Regions from separate parts of the Anser cygnoides genome. Here region 1 is linked to region 2. A link is a contact called in public Hi-C data. All regions are on one chromosome and are shown on one strand. Each heading gives the region's core, a stretch centred on a gene start, on an enhancer-like site or on the middle of the called end of the contact. The rest is flanking DNA. Distances are from core to core; before and after follow the strand shown.

Region 1 (3,920 bases), core at 1,029-3,528, 120 kb after region 2:
TGTAGTCGCAATGCCAAAGTCATCCACATATTCCAGTGAAAAAGACTTATCTACAAACCATTTATTTTTTCCAAGGAAACTTAGTACTTACGTTATGGTTGTGCCACGTCCTAAAGTGTTTCCTCTTGGGTCATCAATCACAGAGAATTCGTTTGAATCTGACTCCCAAATGTGCTGAGTATCATTGTTGTGTTTTGATGTGACAATAACTCTGTCTGCTACTAAGAAAGCAGAATAAAAGCCAACACCAAACTGGCCAATTAACTCAGATGTTGACTGGCTATCATCCTGCATTTCAGTCATCTTGTTTAAGAATTCACTTGTACCAGACTTGGCAATGGTACCCAGGTTTTTAATCAACTCCTCTTTTGTCATGCCAATACCCGTATCGGTAACATGAAGCATGTTCTTCTCTTTGTCACACTAAAAAAAAAAGAAAAAGATTAAGTTTGACTTTATTTTAAATCTCACTACCTAATACACTTATCATGGAAGAGTATTAAGGAGACTTGGTCCTAACGTAATCCTAATTTGTATTTGCATCAGTACTGGGCAATAAATTGAATAACATAATGATGCACTGTCTTCTTACATTCCTGCCACTGCTCTTCAGTAAGAGACAACGTATCTAGTATTTCTTACCTTGATTTTTACAGTGAGCTCCTCGTTACCAGCAAGAGCATTTTCATCAGTCAAGGATATTAACCGTATCTTATCTAAAGCATCCGAAGCATTTGAAATAAGTTCTCTCAGGAAAATCTGAAACAGAATCCAGCTGTCAGGAATTCAAGAATATAGATGAACAGTTCTAGCACGTTCTACTGACACAGGTACTAACCTCTTTATTTTTATATAAAGAATTGATGATAAGTTTCATCATTCTATTAACTTCTGCTTGAAATGCAAACTTCTCAGATTTTTCTCTGATTTCTTTGATCTGGGATGCATTTAGGCCATCTAGCTGGATAGCTTCTTCCTCTCTGTAAAGATAATGAAAAACTGTCAAATAACCTTGCCTACGTATGGTTTCCACTAATTGTCTAGCAACCACAGCAATGGTCTAATTAGAGAAACAGTAACTTTTAACTGACACTGATAGCCCAAATGTGGTGATCAAATGACATTTGCGAGACTTGCTATCATCAAGTGCATAGCCACAATCTAAAATGCAAGTGAAAATCCATGATTGCAAGTAAGACTATTTTATTATGAAGTTGAGGGACAAACAGAGGTATATTACAGCTACTGCAATGCTCAACGTGAGGTATATTTCAAAGGATTTGAAGCAATTCGTTGGTGTAGAGCTATTCAACCAGTGGGCACTAACCTCCACAATTTACCACATGCAGTTACATGCAAAAATACCCCCCATTTATTTATTGCTCCTTACAGAACTGACAGTACAGGACAAAAACAAGTTAAATACTTCAGAGTCCAAGTTCTCAGTCTTACCTCCATATAAAAGGCAACAATCTTCCTTTGATATATTTTATTTTTAACATCTGACTAGGTTTCTTTTTGCATGTTACTCCCCCACACCCCAACCTCTGCCATTTTAAGCATTACTGATACTAAAATTGATTTTTTGAAAAGCAACAGAACCTCCTGATGCTTTAAAGGCTGCTTACCCAGCACCCCACCTACTAACCTCTGAACAACTTCATCGTCAGTCCGGGACCCTTCCCTGCTTTTACCCAAGTCATCCTCCACGGTTGCATCCACACCCACCTCCTCAGCGCTAACGGACGCTGGACAGAAAGAGACAGGCAGCAAGCTGAGCCCCCCCGGTGTGTCGCTACCCAAATTGTCGGCTCCCCCCCCCCAAACCCATGCCCCCCCAACCTCCCACACGCCCCCCGCCCACCTGCTGGGGTGGAATAAAGCCCAGAAACGAAGGGAGGAGCCCCCCACCCCCCGGGAGCGTGCCCAGCGCCCCTCTCCCCCTCACTTCTCGCCGAGCGGGTGCCCCCAGCCCCCCCCCCCCCCCCCCCTCCCCTCAGCCTCCGCCGCCAGAAGGTTCCAGAATGCGGCCGGCGGGGGGTGTGTGTGTGGGGGGGCACTCACCGGCCAGCAGAAGCGCGCAGGCCAAAGCGAGCGCCCAGGCCGACCTCATGGCGACACGGGCCGCGGTGGCAGAGAAGAGCGCGGCCCTGCCCTACCGGTCCCTCACGTAACCGGCCCCGCCGCCGCCGATCGCGCTGGCGCAGCCGCGGCCCTCCCCCTCCGCCTTATCAACGGCGCCCCTCCGCAGCGCGAGGGGGGCTCCCGGCGGCCGGCCAATCGCGGCGCCCCACGCCAAACACGCGGCCAATGGCGAGCCGGCGGGGGCGGGGCGCGAAGCCGCGGCCGCCAATCCCGGCTTTCCATGTGCGGTTTCCTGCGGACGGAGCGTGGCCGGCGTCGGTTGGCCGGCCGCAACGCCGCCCGGCCAATCGTTTGGGCGGAGGGGCTTAAGGGGCGGGGCCGGCGGCTCTTTTTCGACCAATCAGGCGTCGATGCTTGGCGCCCCGGCCGCGTAGGGCGCGTCCGCGTCCGGCAGCGGTGCGGCGGGTCCCCGCGTGGGCAGCGCGGCCCCGACGGCTTCCGGGGGCACCCGGGATGTTTACCGGGGACACGGTTGCCGCGGCAACGGGCGCTTCCGGTCGTGGCGGCGCCGGCGGGCCTCTCCCGTCAGCCCCGAGGGCCTCCTCTTCCGCCCCCTGCTGCTGGCGGGTGCGCGTGCGCGGTTGCGCCGCGCGGCATGCTGGGAGTTGTAGTCCTGGGTGGGGAGGGGGAGGAAGGCGCCCCCTGGCGGCGCAGCGCGGGGCGGGCCGCCATTACGGGGCCCGGCGGCGGGCTTGTGATGGCCTCGGCCCCCCTCTTCCTGCCTCACGCGGCCTTGAGGGGACAGTGTTCGTGGGGGTCACGGAGCCCTAGAGTCACTGAGAAAACAAAAAACAAACACAAACAAACAAAATAAAAACTTGTAAAAGACCTTCATGATCCTTCTGTCCAACTGCCCACCCACCACCACAAACCAACCACCGATCTGTGTCCCTAAGCACCACATCCACACGTCTCCTGAATATCCCCAGGGTTGGCAACTCCACCGCCTCCATGGCAGCCTGTTCCGATCCCTGACCACCCTTTCCGTGAAAAAATTCCTCCCGATACCCAATTTAAACCTCCCTGGTACAAAAAGCAAGCTGCAATAAAACGAGCTGGGTGCTTAGCGGGTCCCCGTGTTTTCTGGCTTTCTAGTGCTCATCACAACAACCACCCTCGAGAGGGCTTATTCTGACTCCTTAGTCTGCCCTTGGGGCTGTTGTTTATTTATAATGTCCCGCCTCGCCAGAGTTGCCAGGTTATCCTGTTTGCCCTGGCTCCAGAAAATCACGTCTGAAAATTACGTGCAGTTTTCCAAGTGGCCATGGTGATGAGTGTGGTTGGAAGAAGGACATCATTGTCAGCTCGAGGCCGAGAGCGTTGGTTCCCTTCCTGCCTGGGGATCCCTGCCCGCTGCAGTGCTGATGGTGCCTGCCTCAGCTGCCGCCACGAGTGGCTGACGTGGGGGGACCCACGAGCATGCACATACCCAGCTCCTGCGGTGACAATGACAGAGAATTGAATGTGAAAATCAGCTAGAGTTTGTGAATTTGAGTAAAAGTAGGCCCCATGTTCAGAAGGCTGGATATTCCCATCCCTGACAGCTGACAAGTAATCAAATCTAATGCACCTATATTTGTATGTTAATAAGATACTTGAAGTGTCAAAGCCTCACTTTGCTTTCCTGAGGAAGTTACTCTGCCAAAATGTATGTCAGAATGACTAGGAAAATATGTCCAGGAGGATTCAGTGTCAGGATTATATGTAAAAATCTGACAGGTTTTCATGAAGGCCTATTTGAACTCAGAGAATTATGTTACAAATACTTAATTGGA
Region 2 (3,976 bases), core at 421-2,920:
TAGTAAATAATGTTCCTTTATAACAAATTTGCAATGAAGAAAAATTTACCCCATGAATTTCCCAGAGGCGTAGGTGTGACAAAATCCAGCACCATCACTTTCTTTTCATATTTGGCAGCCTCCTGCAAAACAAATTAAGTAAGACATGTATCTAAATATTAGAGGTTAAATTTGGAATAGATGATAACATCATGCATTGATGAAAAGCTTTGTGACTTTTAATTAAGCAATAATGAATGATTTGCAAGAGAACAGCCAGACAGCCATTAATCTTCAGAATTAGTCTGTGCAGTCAGTAGGAAAAAAAGACGAAGGGGAAAAACAGGCATTTACTCTGCTAAACAAGAGCATGGCACCAGTTGATAGAGGACTCTGGGAGTCAAACCTCTTCTCGCCTCCATCCTGTCATTTTGTTTACAATATTTCCCAACATGACATTTGCTTTTAGTATATTTAACAAGTTCTTCATTAATCCAGTTTTCCATTCATAGATGGTTCCTCAAATGTTTGTTTGAAACCACATCACACAATGACATCAGCATTCACGTGGCCAAGCATTACCACTACGCTCATCCAGTCTTTCTCCTTGTAGAAAAGAAACACTCAATTTTGTGTACAACATGCAGTTGTCAGGATCAGCTCTTGCTCTTCACCCTAGTTAACATGTGGTAAGCTGACTTGACTTTCAAGATGCACAGATGTCATCCGTTCTACAAAAGCAATGATTTATTTTATGATAACTCCCCTGAGAAGTTTCATTAGCAAATCTAGAAGCAATGTGTGTGCATGATTCTGAGAACTGGAATTTCTATACTGACTCTAGTATTCCCTTTGTGATTTTTAAGAGAAAGGCAAAAATCCGTGGCAATAACTGATACCAGAGAAAAACACTTAAGCACTAGAGAACTGAGAAACAAAAGATTCCTCCATGAGATGCAGCAAAATAGCTTTGGTACTTTGAATAACTACAACTGTGCTGCATCACATGATGAATTTTCAGACATGTAATAGCAACTATAGGCACAGGATATTACCCTAAGGCCTTGGGTTTGGTTTGGGAGGAGTTGGACAGCTTTCAGCGTTAGATTACTAGTAAGACTTGTTAATCCAAATAGTTGACAATCAAAATTTCAATTTTAAATGCATCTTATTTCATGCAAAACACAAATCATATTTCAAACAACATAGGCAGTAGACACCTTAGGAAAATGTTAATGTATGAGATTTCTGCTTCCAATTAAAGATCAAGGTTGGCCAAGAGGCTCACTTCTATGCATTAGTAGCACCTTTGATAAAGTTTCTCAGAAAGGTGCTTAGGGATTAAGATGTGTTATTAACGCTTCCTTACAACTCTTTCAAACAACAGTTTGAAAGCACATTACCAGCGTTAGCTGTCTAACCAGAACGCACAATTCCCAAGCTTACACTCAGCTACGTGTTCACATAACAGAGCACAGCACTGTATTGCCACCTCAATAGAGATCACGAACAGATATAACCACTTCTGCACGGTGATAAGCCCACAGCAACAAAACTTGCCCTGTAGGCTTTCAGACCTTGCTGGATTCAGTGCAATGCATTGTGAACACAAGGTTGCTTAGGGCTGGAGCTGTTCTCTGTGAATTGGTAGTGGTGGCCCGGCAGTTTTGATCTGGGTCTGTGGCTGGGCTGCTCAGAGTCAGCTTAGCAGCACTGGCACTCACTGTGGAGACAAGCCTCCAAAACAAAAAGCTCTGAGCACTGTATGGAGAGGAAAGGGGAGTTGTTCACACAAAACTGCTTATGTTTTAATGAAAAACACACATTTAATCAACCTAGTTATATTGCTGTAGATATCTGGAACTTGGTACAAGAGCTGTATGGTTGGTTTTTGTTGTTCTTGTGTTTTCATTTTTAAAGCACTAAAAATATTGAACAAACTAAGTATTAGTCAGAAGCCTACACACATAAACCAGCTTCATTTCAACTGAACGAAGCTGTTTTGAAATACACACATTACTACTGATAGCAATGTTGACTTTATTGATCTACCATCCTTTGCTCCACAATCACGTGAGTACACTAAGAGGCAATATACTTTATATGCTGAATAAGGTAATTTATCTCTCTAGCCACACACCTTTTCCATCCCACAGCTGAGAAATGATGCAATAATCATCACAGCTACAGTCTCACAACCTCGCATATGCATAGAGCAAAGCAAAGCAGCCTCCTTATGGAAATTTCAACAGATGGCTTTTCATTACTCCAAGCCGGCTTTGCATTCCTGCAAGTTCTGTTTTACTCTTTTGTATTAAGCACCTTCCCTTTCCAGGTCCTCTGAATTTTTGGTAGATCTTATCTTTCATCCTCAGCCACGACAACAGTGCCCCCCTATTGATAGGTAAGCAGCAAACTACCAAAATAGATTACAGATATACTGCATGTTACAATCCACCACAGCTGTGCACTCTCCCGCTGTTAAGATGTCCACCCACTGGTTTCTAAAAGCATCATCTCTGATCAGTGGGCATACAGAGGAACCAAGTTTCACTCTATTGAAATGTATACCACGACATTTTTATGTTTTTCTGCTTCCAAACATATGGAAAATAATATTGTATTCTATACCTATGATATGGATAAGACTGTCTTTAACCTGGAGGTAACTTCAAAAGAAGCCCTGCTGAACAGGCAGAAAAGTTTCTACAAGTGTTAAAGATACCCAGATCCAAGATGCTGAGGATGTCAGCCACCCACTTAAAAGGGAAGTATAAATCTGTATTTTCTGTCCCATACCTTGGCAGCAGCCAGACCACCTGAGCCCCCACCGATGACAATGAGGTCATAGTCGTAGGAATGGGGCACCGCTGTATGCCCGTTCATTTCCAGCAGTTTCTGAGGATTGCCTTCTTTATGTGCCTGAACAGAGAAAGCAAAAAGGATTAGAGAATATTGAAACATCACCTATGGTGCTCAAAAATGAGCATTTTCAGCAGCAAATATTGTGATATGTGTACGTAAGCGCATCTCTGTTTTCTCAGCTCTGCTTTTAATTAGCTTTTTAAATCTTCATCTTCTTAATCCATTGTTGGATAGCTCAGTACCTATTAGATACCAAACTATGAATTTCCTTGTTCTTTGGAGACCCGGGTTTCCTTGCAGAGCTTAGTCTTCCACATCACCACAACTCCAGTGCCTCCTCATACTGTGGGCACCAGGATGAGATGCATACCTGCTGACACAGGCATTCTATGGATTTATTTTATTCTTTTCATCTGCCCTGGACTTCCATAATTAGTTTTTTTTTTTCCCCCTCCTGCTGCATATATGAGTAGGAAAATACAACAATATACACCATAACAATCTGCAATTACCAGCCTTACCAACTGAATAAATAGAACCAACCAAAGAAAACACTTTCTGAAAACGACATTTTTTTTAACATGACTAGTTTAGTACTGTAGCTAACTTTGGAATCAAACAGGTAAGTGTGATCACTAAAGTTTCATGAGAGTTTCTGTTGTTTTTTTTTTTTGGATCAGATGACTACTACCACAGAAAAAATCACCCCCTAAGTCCTAAAATGCATTCTGACAGCTATGTGCCACATAGAACATTACATTAATCTTCATATACCTTTTCTAAAATGACTCTTTGTACTCAAGTTGTGGAGTTCCAGTGAATCAGGACTTCAGACCCTCAGCTCCTTCAAGTTGCTGGGAAAATTCTCAATGCCTCTCAAAATGCCCAACAAGATTTGGAGTGAGTAAACACCGGATGCCTCAACTGATACAAATCACTGAGTATCAACTAAACACATGATAAAACTTTTAAGATTTTAAAAAAAAAAGTAAATAAAGAAACCTCACTACGTCACTTTACAAATCTGGTCACTTTTATTCAAGTGTTTCTGCCATGGTAAACAGAATACAAGAAAACAGAGACGTTTTCCCTCTCTTCTCATCTAAATTTTGTTTTGCATTAAGCTTCCCTT

The links. A called contact is a pair of places that touch in the nucleus more often than the background predicts.
Region 1: a Hi-C map of liver shows a contact between it and region 2, with 5 times the contacts expected there. The contact joins the promoter of HSP90B1 here to the enhancer-like site in region 2. A contact is called at or near these places in 2 of 7 Hi-C or Micro-C datasets (both in liver).

The regions. Positions count from the first base shown.
Region 1 is chr1:59,577,821-59,581,740 of Taihu_goose_T2T_genome, forward strand. HSP90B1 (heat shock protein 90 beta family member 1) reads right to left here and starts at 2,279. Exons shown (of 18, transcript XM_048057380.2): 1 at 2,065-2,279; 2 at 1,649-1,748; 3 at 839-980; 4 at 643-759; 5 at 92-423. The coding sequence starts at 2,113.
Region 2 is chr1:59,459,026-59,463,001 of Taihu_goose_T2T_genome, forward strand. TXNRD1 (thioredoxin reductase 1) reads right to left here. Exons shown (of 15, transcript XM_048047650.2): 3 at 2,779-2,901; 4 at 50-122. Among named protein-coding and RNA genes, the nearest start is that of TXNRD1, 16 kb to the right of the region's middle. Within about 2 kb of position 1,671, at least 2 of the 3 cell types and tissues checked have open chromatin away from gene starts, as enhancers often do. A contact at or near this core is called in liver, where this site is marked.